Regions from separate parts of the Zea mays genome. Here region 2 is linked to region 1. Evidence: chromatin contacts called from public Hi-C data. All regions are on one chromosome and are shown on one strand. Each heading gives the region's core, a stretch centred on a gene start, on an enhancer-like site or on the middle of the called end of the contact. The rest is flanking DNA. Distances are from core to core; before and after follow the strand shown. Region 1 holds the start of sfp4 (sulfate transporter4). Region 2 holds the start of LOC100216585.

What was found. A called contact is a pair of places that touch in the nucleus more often than the background predicts.
Region 2: a contact with region 1 is called in a Hi-C map of endosperm, with 2.3 times the contacts expected there. The contact joins the promoter of LOC100216585 here to the promoter of sfp4 in region 1. A contact is called at or near these places in 2 of 25 Hi-C or Micro-C datasets (ear and endosperm).

Annotation. Positions count from the first base shown.
Region 1 is chr1:12,445,046-12,451,680 of Zm-B73-REFERENCE-NAM-5.0, reverse strand. It overlaps sfp4 (sulfate transporter4), which reads left to right and starts at 4,007. Exons shown (of 10, transcript NM_001147642.1): 1 at 4,007-4,491; 2 at 4,643-4,850; 3 at 5,101-5,272; 4 at 5,608-5,673. The coding sequence starts at 4,164.
Region 2 is chr1:12,613,680-12,620,487 of Zm-B73-REFERENCE-NAM-5.0, reverse strand. LOC100216585 reads right to left here and starts at 3,324. Exons shown (of 7, transcript NM_001326534.1): 1 at 3,114-3,324; 2 at 1,100-1,211; 3 at 915-1,009; 4 at 684-798; 5 at 439-563; 6 at 6-76. The coding sequence starts at 3,131.

The sequences.
Region 1 (6,635 bases), core at 2,758-5,257:
ACTAGCATCTGCACAGCACCCCCCCCCCCCCCCCCCCCCCCCCCCCCTCCTCTCCTCCCTTGCAGCGTGCGGGGCTGTGCTGACTAGCTAGTGACCGGCGAATCCCGTCGCCATCGGTCCCGCAGGTGAAGAATCAGATCGCCTAGCTTAGCGAATTATTACAATGAAAGCTTCGAGAGATCGGGGCTGATCTAATTATTTAACTGAAAAAGTGGACGTGGATTCGTCTCGTTGGGGTAGCAGCCACTCGGGCCGGGGCGCTAGCAGTTCCACAACGGTGAAGAACACGTGTTCGCGCGGAGAATCACTCGTGCGTGCGCACTACTATCGGTGTCATTGGTTAACTGCACCGTTTTGTCCCGCGTCATCATGTACGTTGACTTAATATAAAATTGTGTTTGGTTGTCTATACATGTGAAACGCAGGCTGTATGGACAGATGTAAAATAAGTTATGTTGGTTGTATCTACATATACGCCCAAAACCGATGTACACGGTCGATCAGGCTTGCGTGAGATTGTACGTGTGGTGTGGTCTGGTCAATTGGTCATCCAATGGAGCGGTATATCTACAGCCACATCAAAAGTTTAATACTAAAGCATAGTATTATATATATTTTATACATATGGATCTGCTAGTCAGAGACAAGGAAAAAGGAAAAGACGATGCTGATGTGCATTTTTGGCTACTAGCTAGGGCTAATCATTCCATGCTTCTCTATGGACTATATGGCCGATCGTTACTCTATACTCAATTAGTTATACTACCGCCTTAAACGAGCATCTAATCTGATGCTTTAGTTCTTTCCACGCACGCACGCTCCAGGTTAATTGGCTGGAATTGGTACCCTGTGACATCATTGTAAGATCCGGATTCCGAATAAAACGTGCGCTCACCGTCTATTATATTATACTCCATCCGTTCCAAACTATAATTCTTTTTAACCCTGTTTTTTCAGTTCACATTCAAATTAATGATAATACATGTAGACATATTCGTGTAAACTATATTCATTGGATGATTAATGAATGTAGGCTTTAATCTAAAACGAATTATATTTTAGGACGAATGGGGTATTAATTAGAATTAAAAGAATCCTCTCCCGGTTCGATGGGAACTTTTTTTTTGAAACAAAAAGTCAAATATATTTGTGAACAGAGGGCAGAGTCCACGCCAAATACGATTTTTAAAAAGTCAACAGTTTAATATATTTAGAGCATCTCCAAAAGAAACACACACACACACATGGTATTTGATATGTACACTACTAGGATAGAAATCTTGAAAGATATATAACAATAGGACGTTTTGTGTTGTTCATGTAAAAGTCAAGATGTAGTGAAATTCAGAATTAAAATCTATCTATTTACAACAGTGTTAAAAAAAGCTATCGTGTTTGCAGAGAAAATCAAGAAATTTTCACATTAATCAAAACTTAAAAATAAAACATGCATTGTTAGACTTTATGATGGTCCAAATTATATTAAATTGAAGAGTTAATGGCTAATATAATTAATAAATACTTTCTCAGTCTTTAATTATATATCGTTTTGGCTTTTCTATGTACATTTGCTATGTACCTATATAAAGGTTAGACAATTGTAACAGCTATGTGTTAAAAAAAGGTCATACTGATCTATAATTAGAATAAATGGTGTACTAAATTTATGAAAAAAATAAGAAAAAAACAATTTGATTTCTGTACAAGTTTAAAAAGAAAATAACTAAATAATGTGTCCCAGACAAAAATAGAGTTATCAAAGACAAAATTTGAACAAAAGGCTGAGAAAGTAATTTTGATCTCCAAATGAATTGGAAATAAAAAGATACCTACTCAAATAGTCCATGTAAATTATAACTATGAAATATCTAATAAATTTAACATTGTAAGTTTGAAAGCTAATAATTTGACTTCTATATATTCGGAAGACACATAAATAAAAAAAGTTAATTACTATAAATAAAACTAAAAAGCCATGTCTTTTTTTTACTTCTATGTGTGAAAAACTACGACGTTGATCGTCTAGATTGCTATGGCATAGATATAAACAAAAGACATATAAAAAATAAAGATACAGTACATATTCAAGTACGGAAAGAGACGATCGTGTAGAATTTAATTAAACGGCGTTATAATTTAATTTTATATTGAATAACAGTAAGGAAAAATATGGAAAACATCAAGGCAGGCATAAATCATGCACGAGACAGAAGAACTACGGGTGTGTGAGTAAGGTATGCGTGGCTGTTCATTTTAGCATGACCACCAATATTGTACAGAGAGAACAACTTGTGTCAATGATCATGGATCAAATTTAGCATCTTTCGTACGGATACGAATATAAATATACCCATCAACACGTGTTCTTTTACCCTAGAGCTCAGCTACGCATGGGCGTGTACGCTCCAGGTAAAAGCGTGTGCTAGCTGACGGACGCAACGTCACCAGAGCTCAGCTACGCATGGGCGTGTACGCTCCAGGTATAAGCATTCTGTATCTGTTTACACGGACCTGTGCTCGTGCGCACGGTTGGGCAGAAGTATAGCATATGTGTGCGTGTCCGATCGAGTTACTATAACCGAACCAGAAATTGGCACGAGGATCAATCAGATTTAAGCTGTGAGACACAAACACCGGCGGCAACAACACGCTATATGTAGTAGTCTCTAGCACCAGCACGTCACGCTCTCTCCCCGCTGGATCATTATGTTAGGCGGATGTCGTCACGGTACCAAAGTTCCAAAATCCTAGGATCCGCACGAGGTAGGCTACCTGGTATCGGCAACTCCCGAATCAGGAAACATCACGAGGGGATCGCAACGAGTACCCGAAAATGGATATCCATCTGATGGATAAAATTCAATTATAGTATAGATATGGCAATTTCCTATGAGTATTTTATTGGGTCATTTGTTATATATATATATATATATATTGGTATGGGCACGGATATATTCTCTTAATTTATACCCGTCACCCGATAAAAAACCCGCTAACATATCACATGTGGGTTAGTTTAGTTCAATCTCTCTTCTAATCTTTTTGGCTTTGTCTCTGATTGCATTCTACTCTATTCGACCCGTTTGCGAGTGTACGTGCGATGTAAAAAAGCATACAGGATGGTTTAAGGTTTGTTTGGAAGCATTCAGATTTTAAAAATCCAGTTTATGAAAATTAAGGTGGTTTCAAACATAACAGTTTATGTCAAAGCTTATATAGAAACTAAATTGCTAGTCTATTAAAAACCAAGAAGGTAGCTAAACCACTTTATACTAACAGTTACCTGTTTTTTTACCATTAACTGGTTTCTAAAAAAATAGAGATGAAACTGGATTCTTGCTTCTAAACGGGACTTTAGGCCTTGTTCGTTTGTGCCGAATTAGTGGGTCGGAACGATTCCTAGCCGAATTGCTTCTCTAATTTATATAAATTTTAATTAGCTGAAACGATTCGAGGTGCAATTCGATACAAACGAACAAGACCTTAATTGTCAAGAAATCCCATCGGTTAGGATGAGATCAGTTGTACAGAATATTCGTTAGTGATCATCGAACCGCTGAGCTGACGCGTCCGCGCGCCGGCGCGCCGCGAAGATATCCCCCCGGCCGCGACACCCGACCGAACCGGATCTGAGCCTCCTGCCTCCTCGTGCCGACGCCCGGCGTGGCCGTCGACAGCGGCGCCAACCCGCACGAACTGAGGAGAAGGATGCATACAGCCGCCCACTTCCTTCCGCTTCCACGTGCGCCCACCTGAGGCCGGGCCACTTACCGGCTCGCTGACGAGCGGGGCCCGGCAGCGACGAGCGCCCACGCGTACGAAACCGTCGCCGGACACGCCCGCTCGAGCAAGTGACGCGGCATCCGGCCCGGGCCCCTCCCGGCTCCCACTCCCACCCGGCCACCCGAGCCGAGCCGCCACTTGCCGGTCGTCGCCTCCTCCAGAGCCCAGCCGCCTATATATAACCGCACCGAACGCCTCGCCGAGACACCACCACCACCGGTCACCGAAACGCAGCAACTGACAGGCACCTGACGGAGAGCTAGTCGCTCTGCAGCCGAGTCGAGTCGAACTAGCGCGCGAGCGAGCGAGGAAGAAGAAGAGCTAGCTATACTGCTGCTTCCTCGCGCGCAGCAGCAGCAGCAAACGAAGAAACCAGCCCCATGGGCGGCAGCGCGGATGCGAACGGCGCGGGGTCGGTGCGGGTGCCGGTGCCGCCGGCGCGGCCGTTCCTGGACACGTTCCGCGGGAACCTCAAGGAGACCTTCTTCCCGGACGACCCGTTCCGCGGGGTGGTGCGGGAGCGCGGGGCCGGGCGGCGGACCGTGGCCGCGCTGCGCTACTTCTTCCCGTTCCTCGAGTGGGCGCCGGCCTACGCGCTGTCCACCTTCAAGTCCGACCTGATCGCCGGCATCACCATCGCCAGCCTCGCCATCCCGCAGGGCATCAGCTACGCCAAGCTCGCCAACCTGCCGCCCGTGCTCGGACTCTGTAAGCCGCCTCGATCGCCTACCGTTACTACGAAATACGAATACAGCGCGCACAGCACTCTCTGTTCTTCCAGGTTCACTTTCATCATTTCCAGGCGCCATGCATTGCTTGCTTGTGTACGCTAACGTGCGGCTGCGCTCTCGATCTGCAGACTCGAGCTTCGTGCCGCCGCTGGTGTACGCGCTGATGGGGAGCTCCAAGGACCTGGCGGTGGGGACGGTGGCGGTGGCGTCGCTGCTCATCAGCTCCATGCTCGGCAGCGAGGTGTCGCCGACGGAGAACCCCGTGCTCTACCTGCACCTCGCCTTCACCGCCACCTTCTTCGCCGGCGTCTTCCAGGCCTCGCTCGGCCTCCTCAGGTACGCATGCTGCTAGCTCTCATGGATTAAGCATCTCCAGCTCCGGCCCCTCCGTCCCAATGCAAAAGCAGTAGGAGTACGTAGTTGGTAAGAAAAAGAAGGACAAAAGCAGTGCAGTAGGCAGTAGCTAACTTGTCAGTTTCTACTGGAAGACCCGGATTTTTTTAGCTAGGGGTGAAAATAAATGAGAGTGTGAGAGTCTAGTCTTAAACGAGTGCCGGCCGGCTAACAATCTAGAATGTGGTTCTAGGTTGGGCTTCATCGTGGACCTGCTGTCGCACGCGACGATCGTGGGGTTCATGGCCGGCGCGGCGACGGTGGTGTGCCTGCAGCAGCTGAAGGGCATGCTGGGCCTCGTCCACTTCACCACCTCCACCGACGTCGTCTCCGTCATGGAATCCGTCTTCAGCCAGACACACCAGGTACGCACTACCCTCTGGAGCTCTGGAGCTCGCTCCCTGCCCCTGCAGCAAGGTTGTACTACGTCGCGTTGCGTGCGACTCCGGCAACGCCAGGGCTGCCACAGGGACCTGCAGCGGCGACAGCGACATGAATGCCCGCCCTCTGCTTGCATATGTAGCTTGCTGCAGGGTTCCATGTCACGGGCGAGCGACACCATGTTGATTTTTTTTGGTCCCGTCGTTATCGAGAATTCCGGATGCTAGCTAGCTCATTATTCTATTCTACGCCAACTAAACTAATGAATATATCCTGATGAGTCCTGCTGACGCGTTGGGTGGGTTTTGGATTGTTGCAGTGGCGGTGGGAGAGCGTCCTGCTCGGCTGCGGCTTCCTCTTCTTCCTCCTCGTCACCCGCTTCATCGTAAGTCTTTTTCTTTTTGTTCCTTATTTCTTTCATCTCACTCACTCTCAGCTCTAAGAGCAAATTCTACACCCACCGTAAACACGCACTTCTTATTAGAGTAACAATAATGATAGTTCCTCCGTTCCTTTTTACTTGTCGCTGGATAGATGAATTTAACACTAACAAACGACAAAGTAAAAAAGATCAGAGGTAGTATAATTTTGCACTTTAGATACGGAGCAAATAAACCATATAAAAGCGCGAGGGATCTATCTACTCGGTACCGCTAATCGAAAAGGTTAAGGCACGAGAATCTCTGCGAAAAGGCCCGTCCAATCATACTAAAAAAGGAGTAAAACTATTCGCAAGCAGAGGGACGATATGCTGGAACCTTTGGTCCGTCATCTCTGCATAATTGACGACCATGACGTAACGCCGCACTTGTACTCGGATGGTGACCGGAGATAGATAGACAGCCTGCCCATTTTGGCTGGCCTCACAACTTTAGGGGGACGAGATATAGAAACTTGTTACGGATGAGATAAACAAGTGGTAAACGTGTTCTTTTTTTTGTTTGTTAGGGCTAGAGCCTAGTGAATCCGTGACTGCTAGAGATAGACGCAACAAAGGCAGACAAGTTTTTGTCATCGGCGTCGGCCCATGATGACTTGGACTCTTGGAGGCGAAACGCACGTATGTGGCGGACCTACATGGTGTTCTAGGTGGGCCCTGGCACACCCTAAGCCAGCCCACCAAGGTCCAGCCCCTATAGATTTTGCGTGTGTATTTAGGGGTTGGAGTAGTAGTATATGTTGATCATAATGGAAATTTATGGTTTAAATTATGATTATTTTAAGCAGTAACGCTAATTCGTCCTAGTATACCAACACTGATTATACAAAATTGTATATAAAAAATTGTTGTGCCACACCCTATATAAAAAGCTAGGTCCGCCACTGACGTATGATGAAGGGATCTCG
Region 2 (6,808 bases), core at 2,075-4,574, 170 kb before region 1:
CATACCTAGCCGGGAGATGGTCATGCGGACGATTGTATGGTGTCCAGACAGGCTCACCCACAAATAGACGCATTGCCTGAGGAATCATAGCAGGAAAAAAAATCCACAATGCAGCAGCGTCGTTATTTAGCTGGTTCTTGTTTACAGAAGACTTAAGACAAGAAAGTAACAGAAGACTGAACGCCAAAATTTGCAAAGATGATATAACACGCACAATCACACAATCACACGACAGGGACAAGATAAACGCCCTCTAAAAGTCTAAAACTAAACAGGAACTACTACCTTCCACTTAAAATAAGTGTAGCCGACTAAATCAAGAGTAAATGAATGGCATAAACGGCTTCACAAAGAAAAGGTATCATCATCTAATCAACAATTACCAGAGTTAAAAAGAACAAAACTCATAGTGTGAACAGAGAAAGAAGTCAAAGATACCTTGATGTAGTTGTCACTATCCAACGTAAAGCGATGATACATTCCTGCAGGCAAAACGATCATGCCCCCTTTCTTTACCGCTACACGGATCCACTGATCATCTTGGTCCCTCACATCAAAGTAGCCTTGAGAACATAAGTGTAAAAACGATTAAACATCGACAGTAACTAGAAAGAAAACCTGCTGACTATTAGATTTTCTGTCTTCAAAAAAAACGCCTCCAGATGCAAAACAAAGGCACCTACCGCTACCCTCAAGGCAATATCGTATCTCTTCATCAGTATGCAAGTGTTCTTCAAAGAAATTCTTTATCTTAGCCTCGTAATTTGGCAACTTCTCTGGGCACACATCACAAATGTCCTACATAAGGAAAAATGCTTATCATACTAGTCTGAATCTTTGAATAGGTATTGACCTTGCTACTCAAGGTAGAGTAACAAAACAACAAGTGCCCAAAAATAAACTTATTAGCAAACCATGTAAGAGTAACCCCTGGCTTCACGAATTTTCTTGAGGTTCTCATCATTCTCCCAATCATCAGCATTTAGGCGCCAGCTTAATATTCCTAGTTCTGGATGTCCATGATGGTAGTAGCATTCAGCATCAGTTAGTATATGAAGATGTCATATGGGCTCAGGACTAGAGCAGGGCATGTACAAACCGGAAAGTTTGTCGAGAGGAATGAATTCTTTGGGCTCACGATGATGAGGAAGCCTCTGGTCCTCTTCACTGTCGTCCATGTACCATGCTTGGATGACCTCCTCCTTGCCAACCTATGATGGAAATAACCATTCAACGATATAATGTCGGAATGCATAATATGGCAAGCACAAGCATGTTCAGACAAAGGAACCATGACCACCCAATAGCATGTTGTGAAATGTATGCATCAAAATTTATGATGCCATAACTCATAGCCAATGCAGAATTATGACATGTGCATAAAAGAGAATAGGACAAATTGAGCTATGCATATTGGATCAGTCAACACTAGAATTCAACCAAGGCAGCTCAATACACTGAGCTCTTAGGATTGATTTCATTGATATCTTTCTACAATCTGAACGAACCTAGTCCACGTTGGACCCAACAAAACAACACCAAGTAGCTGCCGAAAAAAAGAGCCATGACCAAGCAGTATAAAATCGCAACCCATTTTGTATGAATCGCAATTCTAAAACTAAAACAAGCACAGAGATATATGACTTATAAAAGAAATACTATACAAAGCTTAGTAATAACACGAAATAACCATCATATTTGCTGTGGAACACAGGGGGCCACAGAGGCACGGGGCACTCTACTAGTTTGCTTTAAAAGTCGTCATATTGGGAGGCCTCCTTTAGTCATATTGGGTGTTTCGTTCTTTAGTCACCCTGCTAAACTTTAGGAACTAACCTTTAGTCTCTAGAATTTATATTTGAGAGGCCTCCTTTAGTCATATTGTTTGGCAGTTTAGGAATTAAAAGTTTGACTAAAGTTTAGGAGGTAGGAACCAAACACCCATAAGACCCAAATGGTCGTCAAACATTCTCGCTGCCTTAAAAAAGGCCCAACTAAAACTACAAAATACATATTGAGCTACTATTCTCACACTGTTCAAGGCTACAATCCATGTGTTCATCTGGCAGTGAGGACACAGGACATTAACCTACTAGGATCGATCTCAGGGATTTATGCTTATGGTATTGACAGACCTAGTCTGAATTGAGCACAAGAAACATAGTTGTACTTGTACGACATAATAGGATGCCTTTTAAGGTAAACCGAGACAATCCACTCAGGGATGGAACGGCGCCGTGTTTGGTTATTACAAGAATCCCAACCACGCACGTAAACCGAGACAATCCACTCAGAGCTTCGTAACGGTGGATAGTTTCTTTGGAGCACGATATCCAAGATAAAAAAAATTAGCTGTGTTCGGTTCTGTCAACCGGATACTCATTATTCGTGAGAACCAAACGATCTCTAAATTATATACAGTATAAAAGACTAGAACAAGTAACCCAAGTGAAAATCGTGAGAACCAAATGCTCTCTAAATTATACGGCTTATTCGGCTGCAGAGCCGCAGGACTGCTGCACTTCAATCCATAGAAGAAGCCGTTTATGCTATCACTGCAACTTCCCAAGAAACAGGACTTGTGCGTGTACGGTAACGGCCGTGCGAAGATTTTTGTGTGATAATAACCAAATCACAATTTTCAATAACTCCGACCATTTAACTTAGAAGGCTATCACTGCACCTTCTATGTATTCGATTACTCGTACAGGGTGTAATTTCTCGGGTGAGAACTGAGAACACATGTTCAAGAGCTGGTCTTATTCCAAGATCCGACTTTCGCATGCTTCGAATCCCTAGCCGGGAAACCAACTAATCGAAAGGGATCGCATGCTTCGAATCCCTAACCGGGAAACCAACTAACCGAAAGGGACGGATCAAATCTAAGTTTAATTCGGCGCGGACAGTCTCCAACATCTCGAGTATGCGGGGGAGGGATTGTAAGTCCCATGTATCCAGGGCCAAGCATCATCATCATCAACAACAACAACAACAACAACAACACGCCCGAAATAGAGCAATGATTTTTTTTTCCTGGCGCCCGATTCCTCGATGCCTCACGAGGATAAGAACAAGAACACGGGAATGGATTTAGGACAGAGAATTGCCGGTACCTGGAACTGGCCCTCCATGCCCGAAGTCCGTCCGCAGTGTAGCTGGTCCTCGTCTTCGAATTTTCTTCGGCTTCTCGAATGCTCCTGAGCGCGGTATCTGCGTCGAGGGGCCTTGCGTTGCGTTTATGTTCAGCTTGGACTGAACGCGAACCCGCACTCTTGTAGATTGCACCCTCACAGCTCATCAATTAAGATGCATACCCTTTTAGCGTTTGGCACTACTACTTGGTATTTCCACATAGAAAAAAAAACAGTCTATATTCCTCGGTGGGTTGAGCAGGTCGATGTTTCTAATTAGAGTGAAAGGTGATGGCTCCGCGGGGGTGTGGCTGCAATTGTTGTTGCGTCGGGGATCTATGATTAAAATGCGTTATATACGTTTTATTTATTTACACATAGCTGCATGAAACGTGACGGCATAAAAATAGCATGATTTGCTGATGGCAGTGTTTGTAAAAGACAAAAGGCAAGGTCAGACGATGCATTGCATGGATAAGAGACGAACGAAGAGGAGGGTGTAGGTGAGCCGGTGAGGTGCGGGTCGGCGGGTGGCAGCATGAAGTCCGTTGCGCCGCGCCTCCCTCCGCCCGGGCAGGTCATGACTCACGCACGATAATCAGCTCGAAGTCATGCGGGCCAGGCCAACGGCGCATTTGTTCTTGCACCGGGAATGGGTCATCGATGACGTAAGCACGAAGCAGAATCGCTACACACTAGCGGGGGGGGGGATTGGAAGGAGAAAGAGACGGAACTTGACCCCGGCGGCTAGCAACACAAAAAAAAGAAGGCCCAAACCATGTAGTGCCACAGGCCTTTGACGGGCCAGCCAGTCTGCAAAAGGCGGGCCTACACACGTTTGGGCGGTTCGTTCCTTTCCTTTCCTTTCTTTTAGAACAGCGGTTGCTTGCAGACTGCTGTAGCAAGCAGCCAAGCAGTACTAGTACAGCTCCTCGATTCGACCCTTGTGTGTGGACGGACGGGGGGGGGCGGTGGCATTTCCATGCTTTCTGTCATTTCTACTGAGGCACGGCGACCACATGCCGCGCAAAAGTATTTTAGTACGCCTCTGTCTTCCTCCTTGCAGTTGCAGTAGCAGGTCCCTTGTCCAGAGATTCTTGGCCAAGTTTGATGCGCGTAAACTTCTCCCAATAGCTGATAGCATATATATTCTGAATCTGTCACCGGACTTTTCTCTCACCGCGGGCTTGTGCAGCAAATTTTGTTCTAGCGCCTATTCATTCCAACTTCTTCCGTCTAGTTGTATAAAGCACGATTCATATGTATTAGTGATGATCTCGCGCACGACCCTATAAATACAAAAAAGGGTCCTTTGTTCTGTACTATACGCGCAGCACGGTGATCCTGGGCATGCATGTGTCATGAAACAGCGCAGAGACATACATATACGTACGTACATGCATGCACAATGACTTCTTTTTTTCCCGATAGCCATACGACGACGACCGGGAAACTGGATTGGACGACGAACAACGTTGCTGATGGAATGCATGCATGTACGCACGCACGCATGCAGCACCGTACGCATGCAGCACCGTCCTGGCAAAGTTAATTAATATACACGGATAGTACTAAGCTCTCGCATTGCATGCAGGTGGTGGTCCATGGTTGTCGAGAGCGAGACGTCGACAAGTTCATGAATTCGGAGCTACCCGCTCTGGCTGGCTGGCTGGCTGGCTGGCTGGCTGGCTGGCTCTGGGCTGGGGTCTGGGCAATGGACAAGTGGGCAGGGGCACCATGCACGCACGGAGGGGCCGTGCGTCAGGACTCGTCCGTGCATGTCTTCTTCACCCCCATCTTCCTGGCCTGTGCTCTGCTGCTGTCCGCGCGCGCGCTTGCATGTGGACCATCTGGGCCTAGGAAGGCTGGTTCGAGCATGGTACGGTGGTTGCAGCTCAGTAATTACTGGAGACACTGACTGGAGTAGCCAGTAGCTTTGGATGACGATCGATGAACACTGCCCACGACCGATCTCAACTTATTGCTTTTGTTGGTGTTGTTGTTGTTGTTGTTGTACGCGATGAACACTGTCCGCCTAGGAGAAGACGGGATAGAGGGTGTGGTCAAAATCGATGGAACACATTGGACGTGGACGCATGCGTGCGTGCGTGCACACTACTGCCCATATCCATATGCATGGTGGCCATGCGCAGTCCAGTTCGTCGAGAGTGCGTGCCGTGCCCGGCCGGCCGACTTGCGGTATGCTTGCTATACGTACTGCTGCGGTGCTGCCCCTAGCTGCTGCTAGCTGTACATGTACGTGCGTGGAGACGTGGAGTGGAGTGCAGAGAGTAGCATGCTGTGCAGTGTCATGCGCTATGCGTGCGCGCGGCGGCAGACACCGGCCAAACTAGCTTGTTGTACCGTCGTCGCGTCATCTCACACGCTGCGGTACAGTGCATGCACGTACGCACGCGCACGTGCCCTCGTCCACTGTTTGGCTTCCCCGTACATGCTACATGCATGCATGCGGGGTAGGTCGTGTATTGTTGTACATGTACTTTCACAGTACGTACTCTGTATTGTTATGAACTTAGCTAGGCGATTTAATTTTTTAGTTTAATTCATAAATTCCTCAGCGAATATAGGTGCCTGTAAGTTGCTATATATGGTTTCCATATACCATATAGATATAATTTGTTTCGGTGGGATAGTTGTTCAAACACGTTCCAAACAATTACAATGATTCATGTTTCATTTGAGCTAGCTGTTGTGTCCAATTTCAAAACGTCTACCATGTAACCGACATAAATGTATTTTGTATGCCAAGTGATAAACCAAAATTCTAATCCAGTGTCGTCTCATGTGAGGTGGCTAGGACGGCACCAAACACTAGCTGTCGCCACCCCCTTATTCTTCCCCTCTCCATCTTGCCGCATCAGAGTAAGCATCCAAAATTCCCGAGCGGCTTGCGAGGATGGTGGCGGCGGAGTCCTCGTGTGCCCTAGGACGGTGTAGCTTGACCCAAGCATGGCTCGACCCGTTATCCACCAGGCTCATACCGACCCCGCTCGATCGCCGTGTCGTGTCTAGGCCTTAGGTTGTTGCATGGTGGATACTAGGCCTCCGTTGTCCACTGGACTCGATCATCATGTCGTGTCTGCGCCTTATGTACGACACATCAGGCTACATCTAGCACGAACAGGTTTTGTTTTTTTCTCTTTTTCATAAAAAACTTACTAATATATATAAACTAGGGGTTTCGTCGTGTGTCGGCCCCCTTTCCCAGGGTTCCCCACACACCGCGAAATATAAAAAAAAGTGTAGCTACGAGAATTCAAACCATGATCTCTAGCAAGAGAACACTCACATCTAACCACTGTAACTCATGTTGGTTTGTGTTGTATAAAGAAATTGTATATTATATAGAGATCATAGTGGTGCACAAGCAACTAACTATATTTATATTATGCTTGAATATAAATCATAAAAACATGTGTTTTGTAGGCTAGGTGGGTGTATATGTATTTGGAACCAACAACTATGGTTAGAATATCTCTATTATGCTTGAGTATAAAGTATAAAACATAAATACATGTATGTTCTATTAGTTAGGTGGGTGTGAATATGGATTTAGAGCCAACAATCATGGATCAAATCTTCATTTGTCCATAACTTTAACTTTTTTACCATTTAAACATGGGCAGAAGAGGTGAACAACAGGTAAGAGGTGATGC